2 separate regions of the Mus musculus genome follow, and region 1 is linked to region 2. The links are chromatin contacts, called in public promoter capture Hi-C maps. All regions are on one chromosome and are shown on one strand. The core of a region is the stretch at or near the end of the contact, and the rest is flanking DNA. Distances in the headings are between cores, read along the strand shown.

Region 1 (6,918 bases), core at 945-3,444, 1.3 Mb before region 2:
ATACAAAGAGGTTTAGGTAGAAGAGTAGTTAGTGTTCCTTCATGACATGAATATCCAAAGGCATTTTGAAGACACTGTTCAATGTCAAAAGGACCCTAAAGTCAGAGCTAGGTTAAATTTCTGATTTACTACCTTCATGCAAATAGCTCTACAAGAGTCAAGTGCAATAAACACGAGACTAGTGTTTATCTCCTGGATGTGTTGAAGAAAATTTGTACAAAAGAAACTTCAGGGCATAACAGAATTTGACTTCAGTTCCTCACTCCATTCTCCAAAATGCCACTGTCCTCTGCAATGAACGTCTACTCATGGGTATATACCTTTATGTTACAAAAGAAAAATAAACTACGTGAATAACAAATCTATCATGGCTGAAGTGGGAAAAAAAACTGTTGAAGGGCCACCTGCATCCCATTAGGGAATGGGAGGAAATAAAGCAAAACTGAACTGGAGATTTAATTTTAATTAGTAAAGGCAACACAAGAATGAGTGTTGAATCCTTTTAATACAAAATAGTTTTCATGTTTCTATTTCTCAAGAATTGGCAAAGTCAGCACTAACTGAATTAAAATCTCTTTCTACTACAATAAATACTAAATCATACAACAAATTCAAATGGGGGAAGAGGGTCTTTCTGAGCATTGCTATTTGGACAATATGTCAATTTCTGACACAGTAGAATAGGCTTGTCCTGAAATAACTCTACCTGATTACAAGGGAAAAATAGAAAAACCATTTTTGCCTATAAAAGTAGAAACTTAGCCAAGCCGTGGTGATGTGTCTTTAATCCCAGCACTTGGGAGGCAGAAGCAGGCGGGTTTCTGAACTCAGAAATCAAGGCCATGGCAAATACAGTAGTGGATGCTCACAGTCAGCTATTGGATGGATCACAGGGCTCCCAATGGAGGAGCTAGAGAAAGTACCCAAGGAGCTAATGGGAACTGCAACCCTATAGGTGGAACAGCAATATGAACTAACCAGCACCCCGGAGTTCTTGACTCTAGCTGCATATGTATCAAAAGATGGCCTAGTCGGCCATCATTGGCAAGAGAGGCCCCTTAGTCTTGTAAACTTTATATACCCCAGTACAGGGGAATGCCAGGGCCAAGTAGTGGGAGTGGGTGGGTAGGGGGGCAGGGCGAGAGGGCGGGGGGGGGGGGAGTATAGGGGGCTTTCAGGATAGCATTTAAAATGTAAATGAAGAAAATATCTAATAAAAATTTTTAAAAAAGAATATTAAAAAAAAAAAAGAAAGAAAGAAAGCCAGCCAGTTTGGTCTACAAAGTGAGTTCCAGGACAGCCAGGTCTATACAGAGAAACCCTGTCTCAAAAAAGAAAAAAAGAAAGAAAGAGAGAGAGAGAGAGAAAAGTAGAAACTTGGGATGGGGTGGGGGTGGGGATCCTTGTCCTAGGTTCAGAGAACAGTGCAAACCCAGCATGTCTCTTAACATCAGCCTTAGGACGTACAGCAGTACTTTCTTACACGTACTTTTTTGATCCTTTTAAAAGTAAGGGGCTCTGCTGTTTCAACTCAAAGTGTTCAATGCCTTTACGGCATTAAAGACTGTAGATTTAGCCAAAGATCTTTTCTAAATGGGTCTCATGACGGAGCAAGGACGTCCATCTAGGGAGAGAAGACAAAAGGGACGATAGCAGTCTCGAGGGAACGCTTTGGGAGGAGAGTGTGAATGGGGGCGTGTGATGTACTGGCTGCACTTTACGCTGGACAGCCTTTCAAGGCCTGGGCTTCAATACCTTTAACGATCATGTAGGCGATGGCGAGAAGGAAAGCAAGGAGGACGGCGAACAGCAGCGAACAGAGAATGGAAAGGGCTTGGATGGGCCACCGCCGAGCCTGGGTTCGCTTGGCCGCAGTGGCCGGGAAGATGCCGTTGCGCTTATCCGGCAGGACCGGAGACCCGTCCCCGACCCGGGGGAGTAGCGGGGCCCTCTTGGTCTCCGACGACGCCCTGGCTGAGAACTCTGCCCGCAAGTCGCGGGCCACTTGGTCGCATCCCTCGTCTTCGTCGCCTTCGCCCTCACCCCAGCTGTCCCCCTGAGTGTAGTCGGAATACCCGGGCCGAGTCGCAGGGCCTGGGGTAACCTGACGGCGCCTCCGCGCGCCCGCAAACCTCCAACTCTCCACGAACGACATGGCGGGAAAGACTGAGAGTCCCGCGAAGGTCGGCTGTCCACCACCGCCACGCCCCGCCCCGGCTACAGCCAATCAGAGACGGCCGTCGGCGGACCCAACCACCGCGCGCAGAACCGTAGGGGAGTGCAAGAGCGGGTTACCCGGGGACTCCGCTTCCGGAGGCGCCGTGGGAGCGCGCGCCCATGGCCCGCCGCGACAACACTCTCATTTATTCCACCCTTTCGGGTCCTGTGGGCACGCACCTCTCGAGCCCCATGACCGCAGTTCCGCGCCTTCCTAACCGCCAGTCGCTTCCTCCCTCGGGCGAGAGATCTCTGTCTTTACCGCTCCCCGCCAGATACAGTTCGCGCCTCCGCCCTTCACTATGCCGGGCGCGCGCGCAGCTCTCGAGTTTCTCCCCCCCACCCCCAAAGGCACGACCCCCTCCCCAGGGCAACCGCGCGCGCGCGCACTAGGCCGCTAACGCCGGGTGCCGCTTCCCCCGCCCCACCCCCACCCCACCCCTGGTGGCCTCAGGTTTGTGGGGCGAACGTAACTAGGGCGAGGGGCTGGACGCCACTGCCCCACCCCCCGACGGGGTGCGGTGGCCCGAACCCGGGAATCTGGGTCCCCGCCGTGTCCCCTTTCCTGGGGGAAGTTGGTAGAGTTTCCCCGGCAGAGCACTCGACGCAGAAACTTCCTCCGTCCCCCCTCCCCCCCCCTCCATGCAGGCGACGCCGAGCGAGGCAGGGGGCGAATCGCCGCAGAGCTGCCTGTCGGTCTCGCGCTCTGATTGGACAGTAGGGAAGCCTGTCAGTTTATTGGCCCCGCTGATCCCGCCCCGCAGCTCAGGGCAGCCTTTACCCTTTGGCCCCGGCGGGCGCCAGCCACTCAGATCGCTTCTTGTTGGTATGTGCAGCGGCAGTGGCCGCCGACGGAGCAGTCTGAGCCCGACGATGAGGCCGGGGACTGGAGCCGAGCGTGGAGGCCTCATGGTGAGTGAAATGGAGAGCCAACCTCCCTCGCGGGGTCCCGGGGACGGGGAGCGGAGATTGTCCGGCTCAAACCTGTGCTCCAGTTCTTGGGTCTCTGCTGACGGCTTCCTGAGGAGACGGCCCTCGGTAAGGGATCGGCGGGGTAGGGGAAAGCGGCACAATGAAAAACCGAGTCAGAGAAACAGGAAGCTCTCTCCAAACGGAGAAGAGCATATCAGGAAGAGAGCTGCAGATGGTGGGCTACGTCCCAAGGGGGAGAGATGGAGGGCGGGAACACACAAAGAAATAGGTGGGACCTTGGACTTGCCAGTGGTCTTGGCCTAGGTAGATAGATGCCTTAGGAAGAAGGAAGGTGCTGGGCCCCGGGCGGACTGTGCATCTGAGAGCCCCAGGCTTGACTTACAGTAGGGACACTTAAGTCTGTGGGACTTAAGGAGCGGCTGCTGCGGTCTTATTTCTCCGGGAGTGGTGGTGATTTGCAGGGCTTGGGGGATTCGGTTGGGAGAATTGGCTGCGGATACTTAGTTTCAAGCCAGGAACAATGGAAGTATTATATTTTAAGCTCCCTAAAACGGCATGAATTTGTTAGTGTCTGGGACAGTTTAACTCTATTAAAACATTTGTGAAGTACTCTTGGGTACCCGCACTCTGTTTTAGGTCTTGTCCATATGAATGTAATTTTAAGTAGTATAAGCTGGTTATGTGTATAAAGGTGACGGAAGTTGTGTTCATCGTAATAATTTTTTAAGTTGGAATTCAATACATAGTCACCAAGTCTGACCAGTCATTTAACAGTTTGTTAAGTCATTGGAGAGGGGTTGTAATCCGCTAATGGGTTTAACTTTTCCATTATTTTGTAAATTTTCAGGCCCCATCTAATAATCACTGTAGTGTAATTAAGATTAACTTCAGTATATGCTAATACTGTAATTTAATCACAGTGATTTAATATTGTGCCTTAATTGATGGGTTTTAGTTGTTGTTTTTGAAATGACATTTTAAAGAAGCATTTAACTGTCTCTCACTCTCCCTTTTTATTATTTTTCAGATGGGGCATCCTGGCATGCATTATGCACCAATGGGCATGCACCCTATGGGTCAGAGAGCAAACATGCCTCCTGTACCTCATGGAATGATGCCACAGATGATGCCCCCTATGGGAGGGCCTCCAATGGGACAAGTAAGAAGACGCTTTCCCTTTGGCTTGCTTAGTTTTGTTTGAGTGTGTCGAGATGTATTTAAGATGTAAGTCAGTGGTGTACTTGCAGCCCTTTAAAGGTTAGTTTATATCCACGTAATGTCTTCAAACAAGACAAAACATTACATTGCTCATGTCTGTAACCAAATTTTGAATGTAGTAAGACTGTATGAGAAAAAATTAACTGACTTCCTCAACAAAATTAAGCTTTAAAAAAAATAAGCCGGCTGTGGTGGCGCACGCCTTTGATCCCAGCACTTGGGAGGCAGTGGCAGTTAGATCTCTGAGTTCAAGGCCAGCCTGGATCTATAGACTGAGTTCCAAGACAGAGAAACCCTATCTGGAAAACCAAGCAAATAATTTAAAGTGAGAGTATACATCTAATCTATTTAACTTAGTGACTTTATTTCAGGCATTATAATTATTAATGGTCTAGGAGTAAATATATATCAGAAGATAATCGTGGTGAATGTGTAAAGCCTAGCATCAGAAAAATAGTAGTTACTTGGGGTTTTCATGTAGAATGAATTTTATTCTTGGAGTATCTTCCTCTTGTTTGGGGTGCGGAGGGATTTTCTGCTCTATTACTAATTCTTTCCTGGACAGTGCCAAATAGGTAGCTCATTTTCTACTTAATTTTTGAATGATAATTGCTTCTATACTCCTACTTGTGCGTTGCCCCTTGAATCTCTAGCACAAATCGTAAATGGACGTTTTTTCGTAGGAGTGATTGGATTAAAAGGTTTTAAGATGACTCAGGAACACGGGTAGAATTTCTAGAGAAGTGGTCAAGAAAGACAAGAGCTTGAGGTGCATCAACAGTTCTGTCCTATGCTAGGTTCTATATAATACACTGATTCTTAGGTGGGCTGGGTTATTCCAGTTGAATATCTTGATAAGTCATGAAATTTTTGATTAGCAGAATATTTTAGAAAGCCAGTTGTATATTTTCTTTTGCTAATGAGTACTATTGAGTTTGACGATGGTTTGAGCAATGAAGGCTAAAGTTACTGGTGAAATTACAGGGGGAAACAGGAACTTGTGTTTTTTTGTTTGTTTGCTTTTTTTATTTTAAAGAGTAGAATGGCTCAGTGTTAAGTGGTTTTCTTTTATATTTGGAATATAGCCCTTAATTTTGGATAAGAAAATTGTATTCAAAGGCACCAAACTGAAAAGATTCTGCCTGCAGGAGTTCCTTATAGAAAAGATTCTTTTGCTCTGTTACTCTCGAATAATAATACTTTAAAACTCCCTAGGATATGCAGAGACAACTCTTGATTCTTTTTCTGTATCTTTCCATCTCTAAGCAGCACAAAACCCTTCTTGTTTTCTTGGTAGAGCTGCTCTAACTAGATAATGAGCTTTAAAAAATATTTATTCTCTAATGCTCTGGTTCTTATTTAAAATTAGTTTCTTTCCACAGAAAGATAAAATAAAACAATTTGCTACTGCCAGACGCTTCTCTCTTTTCTGGGGCCTTCTGTGTCCATTGGGCCAGGCAAGGTAAGTTTGCAAGGGGTTGGCCTGCTTACCCTTGCTGTCCCGGTGCTGTTGCACTAGCAGTCCTGAGATGCCAGCTACTCATTTTTAGTACAGTGCAGATTTTACTTTATTTTTTTAAGTAATTGGCATACACTGGTCACAGTTTGTTTTGTGGCCCCTTCTCTTTAGCTGTGCCAGTGACCATATTCCTAATTAGTTTACTTTATACTTACACACTTCAGATATTTTGACTTTTGCTTCATGGTTTTCTACTATTATTAATTTTTTTTTTAGTCTAATATGTTCTGTGCACCTGACTGTTTAAATGTTTAGCATTCTTCCTCTGTGAGGATAATGAATACTTTGGGAGACCAGATCTGAAAGTCTCAAGAAAATTGCTGTTATTTTCTCAAAATTAGGTCATTATCTAGTGCCCACTTCCTACCTAAGAGTATGGGTCCTAGCTTATGGTAAAGCTAAGCTGAATCCTTAAGGGCTCCAGGATTCTTTCTCAAAGCTCTGTGTACCTTTTCTTAATGATGAACTGATTGTTTTCCTGCATCATTTCTTCTCTTTGCATATGCTCTGGATTATTAATAGTAATTATAATGAGAAGATAATTGAGAAGAAGCAGGGTACCTGTATAGTTTTGCCATCCATCTTTTTTAAAGTTTGTTAAAAACTTTTAGATTTTCGGGACTAAGGGCTTTATAATCTTCAAAAATAGTTGATCTTTTATAACTGCAGAATTCTGTGGCCATTATTTCATCTAACATGGGCTTATAGTACATGAAAAATAAATTACAATTTCCAGACCACAAGCAGACTTTTTGCCTTGTCATAGTCACATTTAACACGTGAAACAACTATATAGTTACTTATAGAGATAGCATGTACATTGTGTTAGGTAGCATCCAGAGATGATTTAAATTATACAAGATGTCCATATATGCACATATTATGGCTTTTTTTTTTAATGCAAGGGAAAAAAAGGTGTGAATTTTGGTATGTACCAGGATCCTGGAACAGCTCAGCCTCCTGTTATCTGCTGCACTGCCCACATTTAAGTTACTTGGCTTAGACCAGCCAAAGATAAAGAAAATGCTAGA
Region 2 (6,888 bases), core at 3,658-6,157:
GAAGTTTACAACTCTGATGTGCTCATTATTGAAGTTACTGGAATCATGGGAAATAGATATAGATGGATGAGCAGTAAGTGTGACCAAAACTGTGTTGTTCACACGGTGTGCGCTCATTACTGGGGTAAGAAGTAGAGATGATACTTCATCAGCATCCCGAGAGATTTACAGGATCCCTTCATCCAATCAGAAGGATGCTCATAGGCTTTGTGTGTGTGTGTGTGTGTGTGTGTGTGTGTGTGTACGCGCTGTTTCATAATCTTCTATCATCCCTAAAACTGATCAGCTAGCCCTAAGAAGTTATTCAGCTAGTTCCGGAAGGGCTTCGGCAAATGCCAGAACAGAGTTGGTGCCACCTCCAACTTCTTGCTGTTGAGTAAGAGAGGCCATGATGTCATTTGTGCAGCAGGGTGATGCACTTCCAGATCTTTCATAATGGGTTCTGTATCATTTGTCACAAACCATTCTCCAGGAGACTGAAAAAAAATTTAACTCATTCTACTTGGTTCCTATGCTGTACGGAAGTCTGGGAAGATTCCTTGCAAGCTTGTGTTTGTATACAGAAGAGGTCTCCAGCCTCTTCTAATGCTCAAAATATTTTGTTTCATCCTCAAGCACCTGGGAGAAGCCCAGAGGCCTGGGGACTTGAAGTGATGTGGTCAGCCCGCAAGAAGCAGTTTATGTGCTCCTGTAAACTCTGGGGGAACTAAGGAGCAGGCAAGCTCAGTGGCTCCCTCCTTCTCTCCCTCCCTCCCTCTCTTCCTTTCTCCCTCCTCCTCCTCTATTTGCCTTCCCTCTCCCTTTTTCTCCTTCTCTTTCCCCTGTTCCTTCTCCTTCTCCTCCTCCATCTCCCTTTCTTCTTCCTCTGAGACTGGGTCTTTTTATGTAGCTCAGGCTGTCCTTAAAGTCATCATTAAACCTTAGCTTCATAAATAGTGCTATCATAAATGGTAGCTCTACCTGTTATACTTGTTTTTTAGTTTCTATATACAGTGTTTTAGAGATTGTGAGAAGAACATCATTGAATCTGTAGGTGTGTATATATGTGTGTCTAAGCACACTACATAGCACATATGGAGATCTGAAGATAACTTGTAGAGTCTGTTATCTCCTTTTACCATGAGGAGCCTCTCAGGTTGTTAGGCTCGCCAGACGTTTACTCACTGAGACATCTTACTGGCCCTACCCCTCCACCCCCACCCCCGCCCACACACACACACACACACACACACACACACACACACACACACACACACACACACCTCTCTTTCACACACATGCAAGAGAGAGAATATGTCTAAAATTTATTAAAGAGGTGGTGACTAAAATTTCCCCTTTGCTTTGTCCTCACCCCTTTCTGTGCTGCCTCCTGAGCTGTGGGCTGTGTCAAGATCAAGCTGAGTATCCTTCCCAGCCACCAGCTGTCAGAAATGCGCCACAGTGGACAGTGAACACAAACTTTGTACTTTCTATGAGAAGCCAAGAGTCGCAGACATTCCTGGTGATGTTCTAGATGAAGGATGGGAGGGCTACGAGGTCTGAATCAGTGGTGGGAACGATAAACAAGGTTTTCCTATGAAGCAGGGTGTCTTGACCACAGCAGACCCTCTTTTGTTGTTGAGAAAATGACATTCTTGTAGAGACCAAAGACCAAAGCACACAAATCTGCCCAGGGATGGATTGTGGGTGATGTTCTCAATGTGGATATTGTAGAAAAAGGAGAGAGGGGTGCTACTAAGCTGAGAGACACCACTGTGTCTTGGTAGTTGAGGCCCTGAAGAACTCGCAGAATCTGAAAACTCCAATCTCTCTAAAGACAATGATGTCCACTTGTATGTTGGCAGGATGTCCTTTAACAGAGAAGGCAGGAAGCCCAAGACCAAAGCCCCTAAGAGTTGGCGTCTTGTTACGCCACATGACCTACCACACAAAAGTTCATGAAGCTCTGAAGAAACAGGGCAGCAAAAACAAAGAGCAGGCTGCAGACTACACTAAACTTTTGTCTGCAAATGAAGGAAGCTGAGGACTTCTACTTAAGTGTCGAGTCCACTCAAAAATAACTCTTAAAGGGTAATAAATAAATAAATAAATAAATAAATAATCAGACTTGGAAAAAAGAAAATTTCCCTTTTTCTATTCCCAAGTATGTTAGGGAGAGGGGAAACTTCTTACAGTGTCATCTTGTGATTCTTTTTTTTTTTTTTGCCAACATGAATGCAGTTTATGAAAATGTCAAACATTGTTTCAATATTTTAAAACTTTAGAAAGGGTCTTTATGATCGTATATTAAGTTTAGTTTTGCCAATTTGTATTGTGGATTGCTCTGGTGCTGCTTGTATTTTGATGCTAATTCTGCTTCCCCAAGAGGGGCTGCCTGGGACAAGGAGTGAATCAAATACTCAGGTAACGTTTTGTGAGCTTTCTGCCCATTTTAACTTGCAAAATAAAGGCTAGAGCAGGTGATTGGCAGTGGAAGGGAAGGTGGAGCTAAAAAGTTTTAGGGAGAAGGAGGAGAGGGAGAGAAGAGAGGATGATGGAGGAGGAGGAGTTGGAAGGAAAATGGAGCAAAAGCAGGAGGTTTAGGGAACCCACAAGTTATAAGGGATCTCACAGCTGGAGAATAGAGTAGTGCAGTGGGAGATCTGCCCAACCTAGGCCTGCAGCTTATATTCATACTAATTGAGTTGTGTTTTCTTTGCACGGGGTTATTTGGGTTGGGAATTTACCACGACACATTTGACACAATGTAGCTAGAATCGCCTAGAAAACGTTTCAGTGAGGGATTGTCTAGGCTACTGCATCTCTGTGGTTATAATAGTGGTGGCGCTGTTCTCTGAGCAAGGGATCCTGGGTCGCATAAGTTGCATAAGAGAGGAGGAATCAAGCTAAGCAGTTGTTAGTCCATTGCTTTCTGCTCCTGTCTGTGGGTGTGGTGCCATTGGTTGTCTCAAGTTCCTGCCATCCTGCAGATGAAACTGTGAGCCAGGAGAAACCCTTTCTCCATTAACCTGATTATGTCCAGGGATTTGATTGCAGCAAAAGGAAAGGAAGACACCATGCTGTATCAAGAACATAAATGTGGGGGTGTAAGCAAGCTGATAGAGTAGGAAGCAGGGAGTCAGGAGGATAGTGCTGGCCTCTCGTGCACAGGCACTGGCTTCAATCCAAAACATAGGGGAAAAAAGTGTTCTTTCTGTTTGCTCTCATTACACTTTATTAGACATTCAAATTGGCATAGTGGGGATGTGTCAGCATGGTGGCATCAGCTTGAAATCCTAGCACTTTGAAGGCCGAGACAGGAAGATCTGGAGATAAACTATAAATTGAGGAACTATATAATTACATGGAGAGGAGACCTATCTCATTCTGTCCTAAAATCTTCATAGCTGTGAAGTACCATCAAGTATGTAAGTAGGTCCTTTCATTGGTGAGCTGAGTGGACTCCTCACTACAAGCAGCATATATTCATTTCTGTCCGGCCTCTTGGGGTCACTCATGCACTAGTGTTGGAAGGGAACTTCCAAGAGTAGAGCTGCTAAGTTTGAGGATAATTGCACATTTACACGCTTGCATGTCTTTGTATTTTGATAATGCTAGAACAGGAAGACCTTTACCTTAGTCACGGTAAAGGTCACGGCTACCAATCCTACTGAAAAGAAGAAGAGCATCAGAACAGCATACTAATTTTATTAATAGCTTATCACCATTGAATGTGACACAGAGGTCATCCGAGAGAAACAGCCAGAGGCCCGAAAAATACAGTTTTTATGCTCAAGGTAGATAAAGATTGGACAGCTTTGGGAACTGTGACTGGACAGAAGTTCGCTTTCTTGTTCTGGTTTGCTCTCTATTGCTGGATAAACTCCATGACCCAAAGCACCCTGGGAAGGTCAAGGTCTATTTTGGTTTATAGGTTACAGCAGCGCAAGCCAGGAACCTGAAGCAGGAGCCTGGCGGAACTGCTGCTGACCACTTCCTGTCTGCTCACTTTCACCTGCCTAAGGATGGTACCGCCCACAGGAGGCTCACCTCTTCTGCATAAATTAGCAATCAAGAAAATGCCACACTCCAATAGCGGCAGTACACCCCTTTAATTCTAGCCAAGGCAGGCAGATATCCCTGTGTTCGAGGCTAACCTGGTATACAGAGCAAGTTCCAGGACAGCCAGAGTTACACAGAGAAATCCTATCTCGAAAAACCAAAAAATGAAAAAAGGACAGAAAATGCCACAGACATGCCTACAGTACAGAGGTAGTTTCTCAGTTGAAGGTCCTCTTCCCAAATTAATCAAGTTGACAGTCAAGATTAGCCATCCCAGCCTGTCTGGATTCATCTTTGCTCTGTGCAGCATTCCTTAATGCGGGAATGGGACTTCCCTCAGAGAGAGGGGAGTATGTTTCATAGCTTGTTTGGGACGAGAGGTGTCTATTTTATATGACCCAACGTTGGGGAAGAAGAATCCTGTTTTCTGTGACTGGCTTAGGGTCAACAAAAATGCAGGAGAGAGTCAGGAAGGGGTCAGAGGGACTTGGCTTCAGGAATAGGGCAAGCTAAAGTGCTTATGTGGGGAGCTGTATTCTGAGTCCCTGAGAGATGTCCAAATCTTTAGAAATGTTTGCATCTAAACTGGTTTGTGGGATCTGCTAATTTGAGCACACCGGTTGAAAATTGGTATCTCCCAATTTCAGTTTCTATTTCTTTACAAGGGAGTTCGTGCTCTGCTTTTGCCTTTATATTTCTTTGATTTTACTGGGCTAGATTTCTTGTGTCCCAGGCTCCAGGGCCATTCGGCCAAGTGATTGAGTTTTGTGGGCAGCAGGGTACCTTCTTCATGTGCTCTGCGTTCCACCGGTGATGAGCCTGGGCGGACCCTGCTGGCGGGAAGGAAGTGTCGGGGATCGGGTTTGAGAATGCGCTGGAGAGACGGGGCAAAGCCTAGGAATGAGTTTGGAGAGAAGCCCAGATGCCCCTGGGGCATCTTGCACAGGTACCTCAAAGGCGCCAAGGGACCGACCCAGCCGGGCTCCGCCCTTCCAAACTGAGTCTCCAAGGAAACGGAACTGGAAAGCGAAAGCGGAACCCGTTCACCTCCAGTTTAGCGCTCCCGCTGCTCGAACATCTCCGAGGCCTGGCAAGTCGCTTTTCCCCGGGTTGCAGTGCAGGAAGGCGCGCCGAGGGTCCCGGAGCACGTGTCCTGCGCGGTCGCGCGCCCCGAAGTGGCCGTCACGGGCGCAGCAGGTCTGGCTCCCACGCGTGGGGATACGGCCTCTTTTCTCACCCGCCCCTGCTCAATAGGCAGGGACTCACGGGTTTTGTCCGGAAGGTGGTTTGGGCGGGACTGCGGTTAGGAGTGGGGGCGAGGACAGTGACCCAGAAATGGAGGCTAACTACTGGAAGGAGCCAGTAAGAAGTGTCTGAGCTGAAGGCACTGGCTTGCTGTCCCTCTCTCCGTCAGAGCTAGGCCTTTGACCAGGGACCCGGGGTTTTGCCTAGATGACTGTGTTTTGGAGCTGTTACAGTGAGTGCGTGAGTTTCTATATATATTTTACCTGATTTTGTGTGTGTGTGTGTGTGTGTGTGTGTGTGTGTGTGTGTGTGTGTGTGTGTGTGTGTGTGTTTTACTTGGTGAGAGTCAAGGTATAGTGCATGAAAATAAACTATTGAGAAAACAAATAGAAAACAAAACAGCAAATGAAATATTTCTTCTTAGTGCCACACTTAAGAAGAAAGTGTTACTTTACACCACTGTCAGTCTGTCTGTCTGTCTCCCTCTCTCTCCCTCTTTTTCTCCTTCCTTCCTTCCTTTCTGACATCAAGGCCAGAGCTTCTTAAAGCAGAGCATGGAAACTGTAAAATGGCACCACACCTCTGCTGAAATTCCCGTATTTCATAGTCTTTGAGTGGATTGTTTTTCTTCTTCACTGTGCACAGAGGAAGACAGGTCATTCTCTGCTTATAACGGGTCTCAGGAGAAGGCATGTAGCCACATGTCCTCAGACTTAAGTGAGTTAGTGAAGAAAGGATGTGCAGGACGTTGACGAGACCACGGAATGAAGTGAGGTCTTGCAGAACAAGGTGATTCTAAAGATAACGTGTGCGTAGACACTTGAATTAAGAAACGCATTAGTGCTGATGAGGTGTGGAGCTCTCCTGAGCTTAAATGGATATTTGTCTTTGATATTGATGAATGGCTGGAAGGTCTGTAGTTCATGAGCCACTTACCAAGGAGGCTGGCGTGGGCTGTCAGGGAACTGTGCTGCAGAGATAAAAGCCAGGAAGTCACACAGGCTGGAAGTCTGAAAAGTTCCTCTTGTAAGGGAAATTGCATTAAGTGTCTGAGGACTAGACTGAGGTATATTTTCATCTTTTCACTATACCATCTAGAAGACAAATAGTTTACTTCCATTAAAGTGTCTTTTTTGTCATATACCCAGTAAGTTTTAACTTTTTACAGTTTTGAGAATTTTATCTTCAGGAGGTCTCCCTTTGCCTTGTATTCGACCAACATGAGCCATGCCCCCCCCCCCTCCCCACATCCCTGCCCCAGCTTTGTGTGCTGAAAACAACTTCCCCCTGTTCCTCTCCCCTCCCTCCTCCCCCCTCCCCGCCCCTCCTCCTCCCTCCCCCTCTTTTTGGTTTGGTTGTCCAAGACGGTGTTTCTCTATGTAGCCTTGGCTGTCGTGGAACTAGCTTTATAGAGCATTGTGACCTCACACTCATGGAGATCCACCTGCCTCTGCCTCCCAGTGCTGGGATCTAAGGTGTGCACTGCCACTGCTCAGCCTGAAAACTTCTTTTTTCTTGATATTTTGTTGTCTCAACTCCAGTTCTGCCCCAGCCTTCAAGGCCTCTCATTCACAGAGCCTTTCGTGCTTTAGCCAGAATTAA

Evidence for each region. Capture Hi-C pulls out chosen DNA fragments and counts their contacts.
Region 1: a contact with region 2 is called in a promoter capture Hi-C map of liver, with 5 times the contacts expected there. The contact joins the promoter of Arl6ip6 here to the promoter of Rbm43 in region 2. A contact is called at or near these places in 3 of 39 promoter capture datasets (liver and pre-B cells), 3 of 484 Hi-C or Micro-C datasets (B cells, CD4 T cells and Th1 cells), 2 of 115 datasets of contacts at active chromatin or transcription factors (pro-B cells and thymic regulatory T cells) and 2 of 9 other capture datasets (adipose tissue and liver).

Annotation. Positions count from the first base shown.
Region 1 is chr2:53,187,360-53,194,277 of GRCm38.p6, reverse strand. It overlaps Arl6ip6 (ADP-ribosylation factor-like 6 interacting protein 6), which reads right to left and starts at 2,194. Exons shown (of 4, transcript NM_022989.4): 1 at 1,756-2,194. The coding sequence starts at 2,155. It overlaps Prpf40a (pre-mRNA processing factor 40A), which reads left to right and starts at 3,024. Exons shown (of 26, transcript NM_018785.3): 1 at 3,024-3,255; 2 at 4,178-4,309. The coding sequence starts at 3,046.
Region 2 is chr2:51,933,182-51,940,069 of GRCm38.p6, reverse strand. It overlaps Rbm43 (RNA binding motif protein 43), which reads left to right and starts at 4,907. Exons shown (of 5, transcript NM_001141981.2): 1 at 4,907-5,238. It also overlaps the pseudogene Gm13495 and the pseudogene Gm20588.